3 separate regions of the Rattus norvegicus genome follow, and regions 1 and 3 are each linked to region 2. A link is a contact called in public Hi-C data. All regions are on one chromosome and are shown on one strand. Each heading gives the region's core, a stretch centred on a gene start, on an enhancer-like site or on the middle of the called end of the contact. The rest is flanking DNA. Distances are from core to core; before and after follow the strand shown. Region 1 overlaps Lrch1 (leucine rich repeats and calponin homology domain containing 1). Region 2 holds the start of Lrch1 (leucine rich repeats and calponin homology domain containing 1). Region 3 overlaps Lrch1 (leucine rich repeats and calponin homology domain containing 1).

The links. A called contact is a pair of places that touch in the nucleus more often than the background predicts.
Region 1: a contact with region 2 is called in a Hi-C map of mammary epithelial cells, with 2.7 times the contacts expected there. The contact joins the enhancer-like site here to the promoter of Lrch1 in region 2. A contact is called at or near these places in 2 of 12 Hi-C or Micro-C datasets (frontal cortex and mammary epithelial cells).
Region 3: a contact with region 2 is called in a Hi-C map of Schwann cells, with 3 times the contacts expected there. The contact joins the enhancer-like site here to the promoter of Lrch1 in region 2. A contact is called at or near these places in 2 of 12 Hi-C or Micro-C datasets (Schwann cells and mammary epithelial cells).

What each region holds. Positions count from the first base shown.
Region 1 is chr15:56,565,029-56,568,667 of GRCr8, forward strand. The region is part of intron 2 of Lrch1 (leucine rich repeats and calponin homology domain containing 1); the gene reads right to left. Among named protein-coding and RNA genes, the nearest start is that of Lrch1, 92 kb to the right of the region's middle. Within about 2 kb of position 2,388, at least 10 of the 93 cell types and tissues checked have an H3K27ac peak or open chromatin away from gene starts, as enhancers often do.
Region 2 is chr15:56,657,257-56,661,271 of GRCr8, forward strand. Lrch1 (leucine rich repeats and calponin homology domain containing 1) reads right to left here and starts at 1,844. Exons shown (of 19, transcript NM_001134727.1): 1 at 1,410-1,844. The coding sequence starts at 1,668.
Region 3 is chr15:56,539,217-56,543,084 of GRCr8, forward strand. It overlaps Lrch1 (leucine rich repeats and calponin homology domain containing 1), which reads right to left. Exons shown (of 19, transcript NM_001134727.1): 5 at 642-778; 6 at 1-118. Among named protein-coding and RNA genes, the nearest start is that of Esd, 88 kb to the left of the region's middle. Within about 2 kb of position 1,410, at least 25 of the 93 cell types and tissues checked have an H3K27ac peak or open chromatin away from gene starts, as enhancers often do. A contact at or near this core is called in Schwann cells, where this site is marked.

The DNA of each region.
Region 1 (3,639 bases), core at 1,138-3,637, 92 kb before region 2:
GACGAAGAAAACCAGCATGAACGAAAGCAGGAAAGAAGCCAAGGTACATGAGGAATGGCCTCAGTCTCAGTTACTTTTCCATGGCTGTGGTAAAACACCGCAACCCAGGCAACACAGAGAAGGACTCCCTTGGTTTATGGTTCCAGAGTTACAGTGGTCCATGATGTCAGAGGGGAAGTAGCAGGCTGAACCACCAGCAGGAAACAAGAGAGCTAACTGGGGATTGCCTGTGGCTACTGAAACCTCAAAGCCTGCCTCCCATTGACACACCTCCTCCAGCAAGGCCACACCCCCTAAACCTTCCCAAACAGTCTCAGGAACTGGGGACCAAGTATTTACACATCTGAATCTACAAGGCCATCTGTTCAAGCCTCTACACTTAGGTTTGCTCATGCAGGATTTGAGGTGTAAATGAGACATCCATGAGGACCTGGATGGCAGGCAATAAAGGAAGCGAGGGATGATGTCTATAGGAGCCAATCAGATGGAGAATAAACTTGGGACTTGTGAGACAGGAGGTCTTAGAGGAGCTTCGGGAAACTCCAGCTTTAAATAAGTGAAGGAAGAGAGAGAATATTCAGACTTGGGAGCAGAGTGATCAAGGAAGGAAAAACTCACAATCACGTCACTGTCATTCTTACCAAACAGAATCCCATTATTTCCCAGACCTCCCGAGTTCTTTTTCTGCTCGTGAAAGAATGTGAAGGTCCTAGAAACTGTGAAAGGTATGTGAGCATTTCTGCTTCCTCTCCGTCAGGACCAGGCAGCATCAGTGAACTGCAATCAACTACACGGCCCCTGAACTGTGGTAGCAGTTTGTTTTTTCCCCTATAGTATATAAGCTGCAGAGCCTTCCTATGGGGTTTCTGAAGACCTAACTGTAAGAGTTAGGTAACTCTCAAGGAATAAAGAAGCAGCTTCCTTTAGGCAGTGCTGAAGGATTCCTGGCTAGTCCTATGGGTTCTGTATCAGTGTGCTGCTACCAAACACTCAGTGGTCACCACAGGAAGGTAAGCTATTTTCCAGGGTATATTCTGGCTAAGGGCACAGTGGGCTCATGGAAGGCATCACCTACAAAGGGGAGAACACTCCTAAGCTGTTGCTTGAACTCCCTGGAGGGCTCTCATTCAACTTACTGACCAACTAAAAGCAAATGAGCTCTCTAAGCGCACGGGTCATTCTTTGATTCTGCTCTACCATCTGCCGGCCATGGGTCCCTCAGACTCTGACGACACTTGATCTAGAAGCAAAAGAATGCTGGACCTCCAGGAACTACCTTTCCCATCTACGGTCCTGCTCAATGAGCTCACCGCTGTACAACTCTCTCACATAATGATAGAATTTTGTATTAGTGCCATGAATGTAGGCGACACCAGCCCCCTAGGCTAAGGACCCAAGAGGAAACTAAGCAGAAGGAGGAAGCCCACTAGCACAGGCATCCTCTCCAGCTGCTTCCGGGCTGCTCTGAGGAGAGCAACCCTGCTCTGCTACTCCCTCAGGAGCAGGGTCCATGCGAGCTTCTAAACCCCTGAGCCAAAACAAAGCTCTCCCCACTCTGGATACTTTGCTCAGTTATTTAATCAGAGCAATGGAAGTCTCAATAAAACACCAGCTACAAACACAAAATGTGTTAAAATGGAAGAGACGCGAGTGACTTTTAAATGTGGGATTGACAACTTTTTTTTTTTACATTATTTTTCCCCAGCAAATACTCATGAATTACTTGTGGAATTAACTGCACAGGCAATACGGAAAATCTTGAACTATCTAAAGAATCTACAAACAAGAAACGTAGCTTGAAACAATTAATCAAATCCAAAATAAATTTTTAAAAGGTACCTTAAAACAACTCTATAGAATTTAAAGCTCACTGATTAGAATAACCTTGAAAAGTAGAAACAATTTATGGGTGATTTTAAAAAAAATCTATATATATTACGCTTTGGACAACTGACCCCCCAAAGGTCATGTGTGACCCCCCAAAGGTCACTGTGACCCCCAAAGGTCACGTATTAATGGTTTGGACGCCTGGGTGGTAATCTTAGGACAGGAGAAGTTATGGGTCTTACAAGGTGGGAGGATCCTTTTGGGGTACCCTTAGGTCACGTGGAGCAGATTCTGGACATATCTCTGTGAGTTTGAAGTTTGAAGCAAGCCTGGTCTCAAATTCCAAGACAGCCTTGGCTACAAAGTAAGATCCTGTCCCAAAAACAGACTTTAAAAAATCAGCATAAGGAAAAGAATGCAGGAAGTTACAGTCCGAAGAATAAAAGGAGGAACCATAGCGACCTTCAAATACGAAAGCTTCTTCATGTTTCTATACTTGGGCTGTCCCTGAAAAACGCCCTCACAATCACTTTCAGGTTGATGAAATGGTTCTACAGTGTGTGGAACCCAGGGGAGATGGCGCTCAGCAAGATAATGAGGTCACTGCCTCAGTACCACTGTCCCTGTCACTCAGTGACTTGGGAAAAATCCCCCTTCTGCCTCACACCTACTACAAAGGCTGCCCAGGAGCTCACTCAGTGCTGTCATGACTAAACGGTGTTGGTAGGGATGAGGGCAATGGTATTCCACAGACCCAACGTTTCCTTTACATAGGTATTATATGTTAGCATTTCTTCTAGGCTCCACCCCACAGTTACCTGGCAACAGCCAGGTGTGCCTGACTCAGTATACAAGGGGCTGCTTGCCTCCTCTTCCTCTCTCTTTCTCTCTCTCTCTCTCTCCCTCCCTCCCCCCCTTATTTTCTTACTGTTACCCACTTTCCTCTCTGTCCCTTCTCTCCCCCATTCCCCTCCAGCCTCTCTCTCCATGCATTCATGGCTGGCCTCTACTCTTCTTTTTTTCTATCTATCTATCTATCTATCTATCTATCTATCTATCTATCTATCTATCTGCCTTTCTCTGTCTCTACTCTCTCAGCTCCCCTCCCCATGTCCTAAATAAACTCTATACTATACCCATCATGTGGCTGGTACCTCAGGGGGAAGGGATGGCTCAGCATGGGCCTGCAGAGGCACCCCCTTCCACCTCACCAAACCTCACTCTATCAAACATACCCCTGGCTTTTTGTCTTTTTTATAAAACACAACATTATATACATATATACAATACATGTATGTATGTAAATATATAATATATAAACAAATATATACATATACATATATACAAACATATACATATGTGTACATGTGTGTTTGTTCTTTTTCTCCATTCACTCCACTCATGTACAGCACTATGTCTATGACAGTATTAACTGCAGAGTTTTACCTTTCTAAGGATTGATTATTGATGAAACAGGAACATTTTGTGGGGCTTTTACTGGTCTAGTTAGAAAAATAAATACAATTTGGAGCTTGCTCATTTGGGACCTCAGAAAAAATTTGAGAATTACCATAAGTGAAGAGAAATGTCTGCAGTGAATTTCAAATAAGCACTCCCCTCATTTCCAGAGACTTACTCTAGGGCACAAAGAACTTCACATCCCTATAAAGATCAGAAACAGAACAGGAAACAAAGCCAGTGAACTCAGCCTTCGTTCTGTAGAGAGCATAATGTGGCTTTTGTGCTGCGGCTTTTTTCTCCCAATACAAACAGTGAGCTAAAACGTCTGCGATCAGGTGTGCACAATGGAAA
Region 2 (4,015 bases), core at 594-3,093:
GGGTTGGAATAACGCTAAGCCTGCTACTGAACTGCACGAACGTGTTAGCATTGGTCATTCTGGCTTCCTGCAGTACACAGCCATTCTAACTGTGGCAGGAGTTAAGGAAAATGTAGAGTGCTTTTTAAGATTATTGATTTAGGCGACTCTTAGAATAACTTCTACTTGAGAAGCTGTAACTACGAGGCCCTATCAAGAGCCTCTCCAGCTGTTGAAAACTTTGTTCTGGAATTTCCCCTCTGCTTACCCATTCCTGACAATCCTTAAACCCAAATCACCGTTTAATGACCCCAGAGGAGTGCTTCTGTCCTCCAATGAATTCGGAACTCCATCTAAATTTTCAATTGGCCTCCTGATAAATGTTTATGGAATTTAACTAGAAACCTGGCCTCCAAAAGCCACAACCGGCTCCCCCCTGCCCCGCCCCCTAATCTTCCTTTATAAGAAGCTGAAGGACCCTGATCTGAAAGTCAAGCAATTCAGAACCCTAAGAGACCTGATGCACGTCGGAAGAGGCAACGACAGCAGTGGCTCAAAAAAACGGGGCACCCACTGCCCCGGGAAATGCAAGGTGTTCGCCGGGGTACAAACGGTCCCGCAAAGAGCGGAACCGGATGGTCGGAAACTAAGTCAGATCTGCACGGATTCCCAAGGCCCCAACCCTCTTCCACCACCCTCCTTCCTGTTTATGGATTCACTCCCACAACTCTTGACTACTAAAGGAAAAGAAGACATCTCCGAAATATGTCAACACATGACACAACTTGAAGAAGCCGGCTGTTCTTTGGTGCGGGTTACAACTTGCCGGGCTCACACTGGCAAACAGGCTCACTTTAATTACTTTTCATTTACTACGCCACGCTTCCCCTCCAGGGCCCCCGCAAAGACCGGGTTAGTGAGAATCGGGGAGCCCCGGTGGAGGGAAAATGTGTGGGTGGGGAGCCAGACACCAGCCTCTTGCTCGCACAGGCGCAGAACCAAGGCTGGCACCGCCTCTCTGGCTGCAGCAAGCCACGGTCGCGCGGCGCGGCGCGGTGGTCGGGGCCGCGACACTACGAGGAGAGGACAGGGTTGGCCGAGGGCCGGCCACCTTTGTCTGGGCTTTCCCACCCACCGGGACGCAAAATGTTTCCATGTAGAGGTCCAGGATCTGGTTCGTGTTCCCGACTCGCTCGCGGTCGCCTGAGATCCCCCACTTCCCGCGCGCCAGGCACGGCTTCTGGGCGCATCCCTGCGCTCCTGCACCACGGTCGCAGGTCGCCGGGCCAAGCGGGCCACCGTGCCCGCTACAACCACCGCGCGCACATTGCAGAACCCTCTTCTGGCGAGCCAATCGAGCAACACACTCGGGCCCGGCGGAAAGGCGCGACAGCCCCACACACGCGTGGGCAGCCCCGGCCCTGTCTCACCTGCCTGAACCGTGTCCGAGAGGTCATGTCCCGGGGCTGCAGTCCTGGGAAATTCCTTCAGCTTCCTGGCGCTCAGGTTCAAGCCCCCAGAATTGGCTGCCTCCTCTAGCGCGCGCTCCAAACCACGGTTCAAGGGCAGGTTGAAGCCCGCGCTGCCCGTGCTTCCGTGGTGCTGGTGGTGCTGGTGGATATGCGGGTGCAGGGCGGTTACCGAGAGGGCGGGCGCGAAAGCTTGGGGTTCGCTTCCCGGCGTCGCCATCTTCTCCCGGTCCCCCGCCCCGCCGCTCCTGCGCGGGGTCACAGGTTTCCCCGGCGGCCCCGAGTCTCCGCAGCGCTCCCTCGAAAGCCGCGGGACTACGGGAGGGGCGGCGGGCGGCGCAGAGCTGGAGGCAGCACAGCTCGCTTGATCACCAACGTTTCCAGCGGGGGAAGCCGAGGGCGGCGACGGCGGCGGCAGCGGCAGCGGCGCGCCTGTGTCTGCTCGTGCCCGCGCCCCCGCCCGCTGCTGCTCCTCCTCCTCAGCTTCTCTGCGCTCCACCCCCTGAAGCTGGCTGGAACTGGATGCACATTCTGGGTGATTTTCACTCCGGCCCGACCTCTTGGGGTTTAACACACTGTGGGTCAGGGTATTTTGTCAGTTTGATTTTTGTCTTTTGGGTTTTGTTTTGTTTTGTTTTAAAGCCGTTTGTGAAAACGGGTAGAGGCAGGAGACCAGATTTGGAATACAAGGTCACAGTGAGAAGAGTGATTCTGGCTGATTGACCCAGAGTTACCCCCAAAAGGCAGTTTTTCCACTTGTGGATTTACCCTCACTGACGCCCCCTGGCATTTAGGTGCTTGCTGCACAAATTCTCTCATTGAATCCAGGAAGTCCGTGAGTGGAAAAATTGCTTCCTTCAGTTGAGAGAGGAAGTTAAACTGAGCCGAGATCACCCCTGCAAAAGTGATACGGAATTCGAACCCACAGCCCACAGTCACCAAAATTTTGCACCTTCACTGCAGACCACAGGGACCAGACTTAAATGCAAATAGACAAATCTAGAGGAAGGACTTTGACAAAGGGTGATTTTTATGATAAAATACATTGTCATGAGGGAAAATGAGTCCTAAATTATTACTCCAGGAGTTAAAACACCGAAGATCTAACAATCCAAAAGGTCACGTCTTAACCTAAGCTTAGGTGCTATGGAATTTTCAGCGTGCGCCTACTTCTTATCCACGTGGGGCATAGGAATTGAACTGATTGCAAACAAATGTTCTGCCATGGGGGTGACCTACAGTGGCCACTGAGCCAGGGTTTGCACACCAGGGAAGAGCCAGAGGACCTGTGTCACCTAAAGGCCACCCAGCTGGAAGACTGATAAAGCCCCACTCCCTTCCCACACCTTGACAGCCAACTCCCTGGGACCAAGCTTGATACAACTTTATCATGCATACAGTGATACATACCTGTGATAGTCTAGGCAGCCTCGTGGACCTAGTGACTTCATGATCTATGTCACTTGCATGGACTTCACTACAGGGCTACCCCTTAATTCCTGAGATTCCAGGCTGAGAGCAAATTCCCGGAAGAAACAGGCGCCACCTAGTGGTGTGATACTCTCTACCCCAACCCCATCCTGCTGGCTCCACTCCCTTCGAATCTCTCATGACTTTCATAAACTGCCTTAAGCTTAGTTTTTTCACCCTGCTCTGTAGACGGTCTCTTCGCTCTGTTGCTTCCTTTGTGGTGGAGAAGCATTTTTTTATTTCATTCAATCTTGCCTGTCAGTTCTTGCAAGTCATTTCCCGTGGGCTTAGGGCTCTTTTCAGAGAATCCTTCCCAGTTCCTGTATCATGAAGGTTTTTCCTGTTTTCCTTGGACAGTTTCAGGTTTTTGAGTCTCATCTTAAGGGCTTTCATCCATTTTGAATTGATCTTTGGGCAGGGTGAGAGACAGAGATTCAGTTTAATTCTCCCACACGTAGAATCTAGTTTTCCCAGCACAGTGTGCCAAAGACCCTCTTTTCTCCAGTGTGTGCTTTGGGTACCTATCGAGGTAGCTGTAAATGCAGCTGCACTGTTTCATTCCTGAATCTTCAGCTCCTTTGATTACACGGTTTTGTGGCAACACGATGTTGTGTTTCCTCCTGCCACTCTGTGATACCTAGAATCTTGTATTGTGATTCCCCCAGCATTAGTTTTTTTGTTCAGGATTGCTTTGACTACCCAGCATCTTTTGAGCTTTAGGTTGTCAATATCTAGGATGTTAAAAGAATGAAGGAAAAATATTAAATGCTCAAGAAACCAATCCAATCAACAATGGGCAAATGATATGAACAGACACTTCTCAAAAGATAAAAGTATAAATAATAATAATAATAATAATAATAATAAAATTACATGCAGAATACGTTCAGAGTCCTTAGCCAGGGGAAGATGTGGTCAAAATTGCAATGAAAATGCATCTCACAGCCAGCTAGAATGGCTAGCATTAAACAAACAGAAGCAGATGCTGGTGAGAATGAAGGAGAGGAAGGGAAGTCTGGGGCCTCTTTAGTGATAATATCAACTAGTGTAGCCACGGTGGAAATCAATATGAAAGGTCTTCAAAAACCAAAGTAAAA
Region 3 (3,868 bases), core at 160-2,659, 120 kb before region 2:
CGTGCTGGTGTGAATGGGGCCTCTCTATGGAGTGCAGGTAGAGGGAGTCGGCTGTCTTTATCTGGCATGCCTGTATGCTCAGGTACTTAAATATGTGCACTTTTCCTTTCGTGCAAATCTGCGGAGAAATCAGGGAGGAGGATTTACTTCTCAGTGACAAAACAAGATGTAAGTTCCAGGTCCCTGACCATGCAGTTTAACCTTTAGAATGTCATGACCTGAGTGTAACTTGTCTCAACGATGTCAACAGTCCTATTTTAAGATGTTTAAGTTCAGTTTTCCCAGCTAATGTTCAAATAAGGAACATATAACGCCCTGTGTAGGCCACACAGTCTATGATAAGCTTCAAGAGTGTCACTGAGTGAACGTTATCAAACCTGTAACTCTGCCCTTGATGGTGCAAACAGGACAACAGAGCTGTGAGGACAGATGAGATCCCAACCCAGGCAACGTATCAGTCAGATCGACTGGAAGCTTCACTGTGTGTTCGGTGGGAGGCGGGGAGGGGGAGAGATTGCTGACTGCATCCCATCATGCCTAGTGCAGCTTCCGGTGTACGGAGAATCCTAGCCGGGGCTCTGCAGAGAGTCACATGGACCACGACTGTGCAGCCCGGGCCTTGGCTCTGGGCAAGTCCTCACCTGAGCTGGCGGGGACTGCAGGGGGTTGTTCTCAAGGAGGAGCACTTGCAGTTGCTTCATCTCCCGAAAGCAGACGGGGATCACCAGCACTTTGTTGCAGGAAAAGTCAAACTTTACCAAGGGGAGATCTACTAGCTCTGGAAGAAGAGAGAAAAGGGGCAAATTTAAAAAACAAAGTCTCAGGAAGTAGCAGGATCAAGTGGCTACACGCTCAAAAGTTAACTCTCTGTGTAGCTAGAGAAACTCGGGCTAGCAGAGTCAAAAGTGAGCCGTGCCACTGTTAGAAACCCGTGGCACGCATATAAAGAACTGCCCTGAATGAGGGGCCGTTTCCCTGGGCACTCGGTCATTACACACTGTACTGGAAACATGTGCCATTGAACTGCGCGGGCCGTGCCATGCAGAGCCATGCATGTTACTATGCCCGTTCTCCTGAAGCGCATGCTGATTAAAGATGATATGCTCTACGGAAAATCTATCTAAAACTGTCCACGAGCTGGCACGGGCCCAGAGAGAGTTTCAGTAACTATGCTCCTGATTTTGTCAGAGGTTGCCATTGCTACCCTCCGACCCCAGGTACTACTCAGTGTTATCTAACTTAGGGTTTTCCAGAAGGACCCATTATCATTCCTATGGGGCCGGGCTTCGTTCTACTGCCTTTGAAGCTGTCCACAGCTCGACTCCCGGGGAAGGATGTTGCACTCAGCCTGTGGTTCCCACCCAGAGGCACAGTAAACACTCAGTAATTTCAAGCATTCCAACCAACACGGGCAGCTGCTGGGCACAAAGTCAAATCCATAGAGCGCAGCCAGGCTGAGGCAAGCCAGAGCCTACAGTGACGCTGGCAGATCTCTGATCTGGCTAGGTGGTGACTACAGTGGGTTCACTTCAGAACAGTGCCAGCACTTTTGGTACGGCAGCTGTTAAAGGCCAAAATACAGTGGCTTCAAATACTTCTGGCCTAAAGTGGAAGGGAGCCAGAAACTAGATAGGGAGAGGACCCGAGGAAGAGAATGGAGTCTTTGAGAAGCACCAGCAGTTAGTTCCCTCTCCTTGTCTACATGGCTGAGGCTTTCGATCAGCTCCGCAGCACTGTTTTAGCCCTGCCAATACCATTCCCTTGGGGTGAGCGCTCATCTTCTCAGAACTAGAGGCCTTGGGAATGATAGGGGCTTCCCATCTTTCATCTCTCGGTGCATTACCTAGTCCTACAGAACGGAGTCATTTTGAGACCAAAATTCTAGAAGGAAGAACAACACTCAACTCCCAGGTCTCAAAGTGAAGTCCCCATCAGGCTCTACAGGACAAACTCAGGAAGTGTATTTCAAAATGGATGCCAAGGAATCTCTATTTCCACCCTGCAGGAGCAACCCCCAGTGCGGGCAGCCATGAGCCTCACGCCTTACTCCTAAAGGTTGTTTGGATGAAGGGCTGTGGGCTCAGGGAGGCAGCTGTGCACGGTGGAGCTGGAAGCATGAGGGTGAATGGAAGGGAAGGAGGGTCCTGGCTTGGTATTTCTATTGCTGAAATAAACACCATGACCAAAAACGGTGAGGAAAGGTTTATTTCAGCTTACAGTCCATCATAAAGGTAAGCCTGGGAGGGAACTGACCGAGAGACATGGAAGAGTGCTGCTTACTGGCTTGCTCCCCATGGCTTGCTCAGCCTGCTTTCCGATAGATAGCACCTAGGACCACCAGCCTAGGGATGGAGCTACCCACAGTGGGTGAGCCCCCCACATCAAAAATTCATGCCCCACAGACTTGCCTACTAGTTAATCTGGTGGAGGTATTTTCTCAATTAAGGCTCTCTTCCCAGATTGCCTAGCTTGTGTCAACTTGACAATCAAACAAGCAACACACACACACACACACACACACACACACACACACACACACACACACACCAGCAACAAAAACAAATCTGCGTGGTTAGAACTTTCATGTTACAGTCTGCAGACCAGCTAAAAAGGATGGGGATTCCCAGGGCAGGATGACTTCAAAGTTAGGCTATCTCAGTGATGTTAAATTTGATGAGACTCTGTGTTCTGTGGGACATGGCTTGTGTGATTCCTTTGCTAGAAGAAAGGGGGCTTTCTAGACAATAGCTATTACACAGCAAGTGTTCCCAGAAACTTTTACCAACTAAAATGAGGACTCTGATTCGTCACTAGAGGACTGGCTACTCGGGGCAGTAGAGAACTCCCAGGTAAGCAGATAAGGGATACTTTGGACGACAGCTGCTTCCTTGTCCTTTGGTTCCAACAAGTAATGTAGAGGAAGAAAGGCTCGACAGTCTCACAGAAGCCATGCCTAGGAGGGAGTGACAGTCTCACAAGACTGACCCACAAAAGGTCAAGAGGTAGAACTGATAGAGAAATGAAGAAGGGGAGGAGGGAAAGAGGAAGAGGAGAAGCAGGAAAACAGGAAGCAGGAGTCAGACAGGAAAAGGAAGAACAGGAAGGGAGGAAAGGAAAGGAAGAGAAACAGGAGGGAAAAGGAGGAAAAGCAGCACAGAAGCAGGAGGAAGAAGGGGAATGGGAGGAGGAGGAGGAAGAGGAGGAGGAAGAAGAGGAAGAGGAGGAAGAAGAAGAGGAGGAGGAAGAAGAAGAGGAGGAGGAGGGGAGGAGGAGGAAGAGGAAGAGGAAGAAGAGGAGGAGGAAGAGGAAGAAAAGAGGAGGAAGAAGAGGAGGAGGAAGAAGAGGAGGAGGAAGAAGGGAGGAGGAAGAGGAGGGGAGGAGGATCTCCATATTCCTCTCTCCGGTCAAAGAAAGGCAAGAAATAACTACTTCAGTCCCCTGCCCTCCTGTCCTAAAAGTACAGAGTATGGCTTCCTGTAGTAAAACCACATACAACTGACTGGGGTAACTGGACTGCAAACTTCTATTTTTCCCTCTCCTCAAATTGAAAACATATGAGGAGAAAGAAAGTCCCCAAGAGAACAAATGTAAGTAAATAGGAAAGTCACTCATGGCAGCCAGGTGCCATCAACACTTGTCAACAGAGCTCTCTAGATTGAGGCAAAAAGAAACTTGATATTCATCTTTTTTCTTTTTAAAATAAAAACATTCCCTGTAAACTTAAGTTTTAGCTTTGGGTATATTTTAAAATATCATAGCTGAGAGTACATGATTATGAAAGGAGGAGTAAGTTGTAACTGATCCTTTTAGAAAAGAGTGTTCTTACAGTGAAAGAGAAGGCAGTAAGAAAAACAGAAACCCAGGCTCT